Linked DNA regions of Gossypium hirsutum: all the other regions are linked to region 2. Evidence: chromatin contacts called from public Hi-C data. All regions are on one chromosome and are shown on one strand. The core of a region is the stretch at or near the end of the contact, and the rest is flanking DNA. Distances in the headings are between cores, read along the strand shown. Region 1 holds the start of LOC107950683 (eukaryotic translation initiation factor). Region 2 holds the start of LOC107950689 (vacuolar protein sorting-associated protein 45 homolog). Region 3 holds the start of LOC107950692 (stearoyl-[acyl-carrier-protein] 9-desaturase 6, chloroplastic).

Region 1 (2,718 bases), core at 16-2,515, 490 kb before region 2:
AAAGTGGCAATTATAACAATAAATTATGCTCTCATACAAACCATTAATGGAGATTAAAAAAACTCCACAAGTAGGTTTACTTGATCACTATGTATCCAATTAAATTGCATATCAAAATATCACCGTACATTACCATCAAAATATATCAAAATATCATCGTACATAGCCATAAGAACACAGAAAAGAGGATTAACCCACAATTAGGAAAAATCTGTATAAACAATATGAAGTGGTCCTTTATGGGCAAAAAAAGCTCAGACATGACCTAAAGCCATCACAATTTACCTTGTCCATGTTTACAGCAAGCAGAAATACTAAGTGCCCAATGAAGAATTAGGGCAAAGCTAATTCTACTAATAGGCATTTCTATATTCATTCGTTGGTAAGTGCTAAAAGAAATTCGGAGAATACCAGGTTTGCTACTAAGAGCACAAAGGAATAAATTAGAGCCTTTCAAACAAAAAACAAAAGCAATATTTATCTCAAACGTAAGTTATAGAACCAACAATAGCAATGTAAACTCAAATCTACTTGCTAATATCGTCGATCTTCCAAAGTGCACAGCCTAACTAACAGCTGGCAGACTAGCAATTTAAAAGGAACAACCATTCAAATCCAATACCAAAACATCTAAAAAGACCAACCCAGACAAAATCAATCAGAACCCAATAAAATAAGAGATATAAAAAAGACTAGATCCAGAAAAACTGAGATATGGGTTCTGAATAGAGAAAGGATAACAAGATAGAACCTTGATAGAAAAGGCGGGAGGAGCACCAGCATGGGGACGAAAGACGGGAAGATCAGAAGAAAGGGAACCAAAGGCTAACGAAGAGGAGGAGGATGAAGAAGAGGGAGCACCAAAGAGTCTGCTCCCTCGACCACCACCAGGTCTTAAGCTTAACACCATCTGATCACCCTGCTGCATACCTCGGTCTTTTTGACAAGAAACTCAATCTCCGTCGTCGGATCAGAAACAGAAGCGATGTGTAAAACACTGAATCTGAATATAAAGAGATCGAAAAATAAAAATTAAGATTTGGGAATATAGAGAGCCAAGAAACAAAAAATAAGATATTCCCTCTCTTCTGCGGGAGAGCAAAGGGAAGAGAAGAGAAAGGAAGTATGTGAGGACGGCAGACACACACCAACAAGAAACCCTTATTTTGGAGATTTTATTATTTTTCCTTTTTCTAGGTGATTTGGAAAATACGCTTCCATCACCTTCTTTATTTGTAAATAGTAAACCCCCCGCCCTCCCCTTTATTTTTCCTTTTCCAGGTTTTTTTATTACACTATTCGGGGTGAATTAAACATATATGCTGTTTTTGTTTTAAAATTGAGTAAATTAGGGCAATGTTATATTTTTTTTTCTTGTAACGGTTACAAGTTCAAAGATTACACTCTATCCCTCATATTTTTTTCTTATATAAATTCCTCTAAATTTCATTATTTTGAATATGAATTTATTCTCTCAAATATCGATTCTCAATTCTTTCAATATTTTTTTTCTAAATTATATTCTATTTGATTTTATTTTATTCCTTATAATGTAAACTGGCAAATCAATTTATCCGGTTGGATGATAAGTACATCTCTGACATTCAATTACAAATTATAAGAAAATATTATTAAATTATTTAATTTTAATTAGCTATTTATTATGTTGTTAACCTTATTAATTTTTTATGTTTATATAATCAGGTCTAAGATTGGATTTTTGAGACATACACAATTTAAGTGTGAGTGCATTAGTTGCAATTCATGGACACTTGCGAGATAAGAGACTCTCATACGTGGCTCGCATGCTCAAGGGACTAAATTGGATCCCCCACTTATCAGTGTTTTGGTGGAAAGATGGAGACCCGAGACACACATTCCATCTTCTCTACGGTGAGTGTACATTTGAGGACGTTGGTTTAAAACTCAGTCTACCAGTCGATGGGAAATTAGTTACGGGGCTAGTGGCAAGTGTCGATTGGAGTGCAACATGCGAGCAACTACTAAGGAAGGTATCGAACAAGTTTAAGGGTAGTCAGATCGAGATGAGATGGTTGGAGGGCAACTTCAAACATATAATGGCCTCCGCGAGTGATGTTGAAAAATAACAATTCGCGTGCGCATTCATCTTGAGGTTGATCGGGGGTCTACTTATGCTAGATAAATCTCGAGAATTGGTACATTTAAGGTGACTATTACTACTAGTTGACTTGAAAAAAGTGGGACGACTCAATTGGGGATCATCGGTGCAAGCAACATTAGACTGAGAGATGTGTCAGGCGACAAAACTAGAAAAAGTTAAAATTGACAGTTGGGTGCTTATTCATCAACTGTGAGCATGGTATCGATTACCATTTTTACAGCCCGAGGAGACCCCTTTATGAATTCCCACTTGTAATATGGTAAAATTCATTTGATAATATAATTACCGTAATATTTATTTCATTATTATAAATTTGAAAAAAAAACATATTATTTGAATAGGTGGAACAATTGCACGAGACACACAAGTATACCAACCGAGCTCGAGGAAATCTAGCTAGCATTAGATCAACAACCCATACTACAATATTTGAAATTAAATATCAGGCACGTGTTAAATTTTATAAATTCGTACTACAGTTTGTATGGATGCCATATGCCGATCCATAATTCAAGAATGCATCTTGACTGAATTTTTGACCAATCATAACATTTGGCATGTCAAAGTGCCATTGA
Region 2 (2,700 bases), core at 118-2,617:
TCGAATATGAGGGCATCGCTGGGCAGGATGTTACAAAATATGCCTAGATCCCATAAAAAATTGGTTACAATTCAACTGATTTTCCAAACTTGAAAATTGACAACTTTGATAAATGAAATTTAATAAATTTTATCTCATCCGTGAATGTATCAATTTACCTCCAAATGATTATCACCTAATATTTCTAAAATTTTAAAAAATAAAAAAGATGGATGTAAAAAGAAGTTGAATCAAAAGGATGAATTATTTTATGGCCCATTTTCACCACATCATTCATCCAATTAAAAAGGACACATCATCTTTGGTTTAGAAGTTTAGTCCAAATATACATATAATGTGGAAAAAAAGATTATATGTCCTCTTTGAATTGGACGGGACCATAAATGATGTGGTGGAAAGGGTCCATAAAATAATTTCTCAATAAAAAGAGTGAATCTAAAAATTCATATTATGATGGTTGTAAGGCAGGAAGCAATTTTTTTTGTTTATTTTTAATTAAATTTACCATATTTTCTTAATTTGTTTATACTTCGAAACATTAATTTTATTAATAATATATATTATCTTAGGTGGTCCCTACAATAAGATGAAAGGAAATAATGTTATGGCATACAATTATTGGAATGGGATACAAGATGATATGGTATCTCAATTTTATAGATATATTTGGCTTAAATAATAAATTTTTATATATACATAATAAAAATTATTAATTTAATTTTTCACTTTGAAATTTTTAAAATTCAAATATATATAAATTACTAATAAAAAGTAAATATATATTTGATTTTTTTCTTTTTTAATATTTTTTCTTTTTATTAATTATTAAATAAATTTTAATATTTTTTTTATAATTTCTAATTTTTTTAGTTTTGAACTCATCTAGAACCAATTTGGACAACCATATGTCTGGATTCATTCAAGATGTAATTTTTATTAATTATTATTTTTATAATTTTCTTAAAAAAAATGTTGTTGTGGCTTGCCACATCAACATCCTTTCACGTGGCATGCAACATGTCGTCTCTTGATGGCTATCGTTAGTCACACTTTTAATGGTCAATCCAATCAACTAACGGTTTCCATTAACAGAAGGGTCCAATTGATTATTATTTTTTATCATTAATGACTCAATAGAATGCACTCTTTTTTAAGGGCTCAATTGATTTCTTTTTTCATTTTTTACTAAGGGTTTATTTTACCCTTAAGCCTTTCTTTTATTATAGGGATAAATCAACTTTACACTTAAATTTTCATTCAATGTGCAATTTGATATATGAGCTTCAATTTGGTGGCAATTACACACATGAAATTTTATTTGTTGTTCATATGAACTTATAAAACTTTGATTTTGATAGGCAGATTATAACTTAAAAATTAGAGAGTGCTCTCTTTTAGTTCTCCCAAAGAAACAGTAAGTACTGTGGTTGGGTAGGAGGCGAGTGGTGACTTTGGGAGTATGGAAGGGGGGATGAGATATCCTTTCTTGAAGAAGAACTGATTCAATTAACGGTGAAAAGTTCGTTAGTAGTTCCGTCTGAAAATCCAACGTTGATTTGTTCTATCTAGACTAGGAAAACTTACAATCCGGATAGTCTGAGAGCACAAAAGAAGAGTATATGGAAAACCAAAAAGAAGTTCGAGATTCAAGTTGCTGGACAAAATTTATTCATGATAATGTTCGAAGCTGAAGAGGATTTAGAGTAGATTTTGGAAGGTTGCCCATGGTTTTTTTGAAAACAATTAATTATTTTTGATTGGCTGTTACAATCTATCGAACGAAATAAGATCCACCTTATCTTTTTGCCTTTCTGGCTAAAGATTGACCCGTGTCCGCCAGAGTGTGATAAAAAGGACTTGATGCATGCTGTTGGTTCCACTTTTGGGGGAGTAATTCGATCAGAAATCAAAGGTGAGTTCTACCGATTAAAAGTTAATCTTTAGATGTGTAAAGACCATTGAGTAGAGGGATTTTTGTCACATCAGATAATCAGGGAAAATTTTGGCTCTCTTTCAAATATGAGAATCTTCTGACTTTCTGCTTTGGTTGTGGTCATTTGGGTCATAGGGTTAAGGACTATATGGCGATCTCGTCTGAAGATCATAAAAAGGCGGAAGATGATCTTCCTTATTCTTTGGTGCTTAAAGCTGAATCATCTTTATTAAGAAGAAAAAGTTTAAAGTTTAGTTTCTCGACGAAAAAGACAATGAATCAGTGTTATTATACGGGTGATGAAGCGATGAGTAAAGATGGTGGCTCTTCTACGGAGGTACCGAGAAAGGATTAACATAAGAAGAAGGAAGCAAGTTTGGAAAAGACACCTATTTTTTTGGAAACAAATAATATGCGGCAAATTTCTGGGGATTCAATAGCTAATTTATCTCCATAAATTACGTTATTGATTTGATGGATAGATTAGTCAAAATCCATGTGTTGAGGTGGATAATTTGGAAAGGGGAGATAGGTTAGAGGGGTTTGACAGTTTAATAGTGGTTTAATTTTCTAGTTACAAAAAAAATAGCTGGTGTTGGTTAGATAAAAAGAAAAGTTTGATATGAGTATGATCAATACGGTGATGGGTAAACTGAAAAATACTAAAGACTTGTTAGAGGAGACTGAATTATCTCTTTCTTTTGGGGATGGAGTGAAAATATTAAAACTTGTTAAATGGAACTTAGAGGTTTCTATACAATCAGATT
Region 3 (2,700 bases), core at 62-2,561, 360 kb after region 2:
ATTGCTTCCGTTGGGTCTACTTGGAGTAGCTTCTCAATGATCTTTGAGTAGGCCAGCTCATGCCGCTTCTCGTCTGCGGCGATGGTGCCGCAGATGCGTGCCAGGACTGGGTCCCCATCTTCCTTGGCTAACCGTGCCGTGTTGCCGTGGGACACGAACGTGGCTCGCTCCTGGAATGAAGTGTACACGAAACCCAAGTATGGGTTGTTTTCGGTTCCAGGATCCTGTCAAACCAAAACAAATGTATGGATGTCACATGCGTTACTTTTTCTCACTTATAATTCATCAAACATCTATGCTTCTTGATTAGTAGCATTAGGGTATTTAAGTGCAAATTGTGGTGTTTTCAGATTCATTTCTTTATTGAAGATTAAATGGTTTGAATATCCTGAAATTGCAATGCAGTGTACCAATTAATTTGCATAATAACATTGACAATACTCCAAGAATGATTAAGAACAGATAAATTTAATCTAAAACGTGTATGAAGACTGACAAGTATTGAAAAAGAAACTCACCATGCCAGATCCAATCAGATACTGCACAGTCCTCTCGATCATAAGCATATCAACCCTCCCAGACAAATACAAGAAAGTCTTCAATAAATCCCCATGCCTGTTTTCCTCAGCAGTCCAAGCCCGAGTCCAGATTGCCCAGGGGCTGGAGCTAGCCCCAGTGTCATCCCTCACCCCATCAAGTGTATTGATCATGGTCTGGTACGTTGGCAAGGCTTCCTCCGTAATCATATCCCCCACCAACACCACGAAATACTCGTCCGGCAGATCCGCAGTGCGTTGTCTCAGGGCCTTCACTTGCTCGTTGAACTCTCCCAACGGCAATGCAGGGTCAGGTAAGAATGTCTGGGGTTGCCAACACTCTTTCACAGGTTTGAGCAGCGGTAACACATTTTGGGTAGCCCAGTTTTCTAGTGACTTGAAAATCTCTTGCTTTTCAGGTGGCATGGAGTGGGTTTTTTGAGGTTTTGGAGGAGCTGCCGCCACGGCAGAGATAGGGGAGAATCTGACGGTGGAGGTTGGTGGAGGGATGCGGCGGCAGTGGACATCTGGGATCCTCCAAGGCAGAGTTTTGGTAGAGACTAGGCTGTGTGTGAATTGCATGGTGGCAGTGTAGTTGAGTCAGTGTCTCAAGAATTTTTGCTACCATGGATAGCAATACTGCAATATTATATATAGATCTGAAGAAAGAATATTTGACCCAGTCCTTTACTTTAATTGCAGTGGTGCCATTCAGGACTTCATTTTCATTAGTTTGTGAAATTGATTTTTCCTTTTTTATAAAAAAAAAAAAAATTGGTTTAGATTAAAGTAGATTTAGCAACTTTGTGGAATTTAGAGCATGTTCTGTTGCTTAAGGAATTCGTTTCAAATAAGAGTAGATGACCAAATTTTCATCATTCTGATTTTTTTTTGTACAATTATTTTGTTATAGGAACCATAAATTACTTGTGAGAAAAGATTATCGCTTTTTTTATTTTTTATTTACTTCAACAGAGAGAGAAAAGGGTATGATAGTAAATTAGGAAAAAGAAAGGAAAGAAAGGTGGGGAGGGTGGAGAATGAAAAACAAGGGGTGCGGTGCTGTGGTTTTTTGTGGAGAAGGGGAGGGAGGCGTTAGTAAACGTAAAATATTTCTGTGGGTTGTAAATACCGAAGTTTGGAGAGTTTGGTGGGCTGTGTTTTTGAAAAAGCTAAAATTAATTGACAGCCGATGCCATTTGTCATTTATTTGTTCTTTAAATACTAAAGCCAAATGCCGATCCAATCTCGATTTAAAAGTGTGTCTGATTTTGTGGTAAAAACGTAACTAAAGCTCTGTTTGCTTCTATTTTATTCTTTCATTTCCTCCTAAATCTCATACCTACAAATATATATAATATTATATTAAAGTGGGTGAAAAAAGATTATTAAATTAAGGGTAAATTGTTAAAATAGTCCCTTTTATTTAGTCACTTATGTTTGAAATGTTACATTTTAATCACTTACGTTATCATGTTAGAACATTTTAGTCACTGAGCAATTAATTGTTGTTAACAGTGTAATGGTAAGCTGACGTGGCACGTTAAATCATCATTTCAAATGAAAATTTTAAGTTAAATTATACAATTGGTCCTTATATTTTTTTTCATTTTGAGTAATTTAATTTTTTTTCTTTTATGTTCTTTTAACTTTCTTTTTTTCTTTATTTTTCATTCTCTTCTGTGTCTTTCTTTGTTTTTCTCCTTTCTCCATTTCTTTTAAGATATTTTTTTTATCTTTTTCATTTGTTAAAACTAGTCTCTATACTTTTATTTTTTTAACAATTTAATTTTGTTTATTTTCCTTTTCTTCTTCCCCTTTATTTTTCTATCTTCTCATATTCTTCACGAAAAAAATATAATCTTTTCCCACCAAACAAATCAAGTCCTTGTTTCTTTCAAATTATTCCTAAATTAAATTTCACTCAAAATCGAATACCAATCATTCTTAATCAAATCTTGATTTGAATAAACCTAATTTTGAAACTAAAATTGGATCTAACTAATCAATATAAAAAGTCATATCCTTAATCAAATCTAAACATAAATTGAATTCTTTATATTCAAAACAATTTTTCTTTGTTTCCAAATTTTTATAGAATTGTGTAGATTATACATTTCTGTTTTTTTTTATTTTCTGACGAATAAAATTAAGCAAACGATAA

Evidence for each region. A called contact is a pair of places that touch in the nucleus more often than the background predicts.
Region 1: a Hi-C map of leaf shows a contact between it and region 2, with 2.2 times the contacts expected there. The contact joins the promoter of LOC107950683 here to the promoter of LOC107950689 in region 2. A contact is called at or near these places in 2 of 34 Hi-C or Micro-C datasets (leaf and petal).
Region 3: a contact with region 2 is called in a Hi-C map of leaf, with 1.7 times the contacts expected there. The contact joins the promoter of LOC107950692 here to the promoter of LOC107950689 in region 2. A contact is called at or near these places in 2 of 34 Hi-C or Micro-C datasets (both in leaf).

The regions. Positions count from the first base shown.
Region 1 is chrD03:23,125,612-23,128,329 of Gossypium_hirsutum_v2.1, forward strand. LOC107950683 (eukaryotic translation initiation factor) reads right to left here and starts at 1,266. Exons shown (of 11, transcript XM_016885577.2): 1 at 752-1,266. The coding sequence starts at 928.
Region 2 is chrD03:23,620,178-23,622,877 of Gossypium_hirsutum_v2.1, forward strand. It overlaps LOC107950689 (vacuolar protein sorting-associated protein 45 homolog), which reads left to right and starts at 1,368. Exons shown (of 14, transcript XM_016885584.2): 1 at 1,368-1,912; 2 at 2,069-2,700.
Region 3 is chrD03:23,976,071-23,978,770 of Gossypium_hirsutum_v2.1, forward strand. It overlaps LOC107950692 (stearoyl-[acyl-carrier-protein] 9-desaturase 6, chloroplastic), which reads right to left and starts at 1,312. Exons shown (of 2, transcript XM_016885592.2): 1 at 519-1,312; 2 at 1-224. The coding sequence starts at 1,118.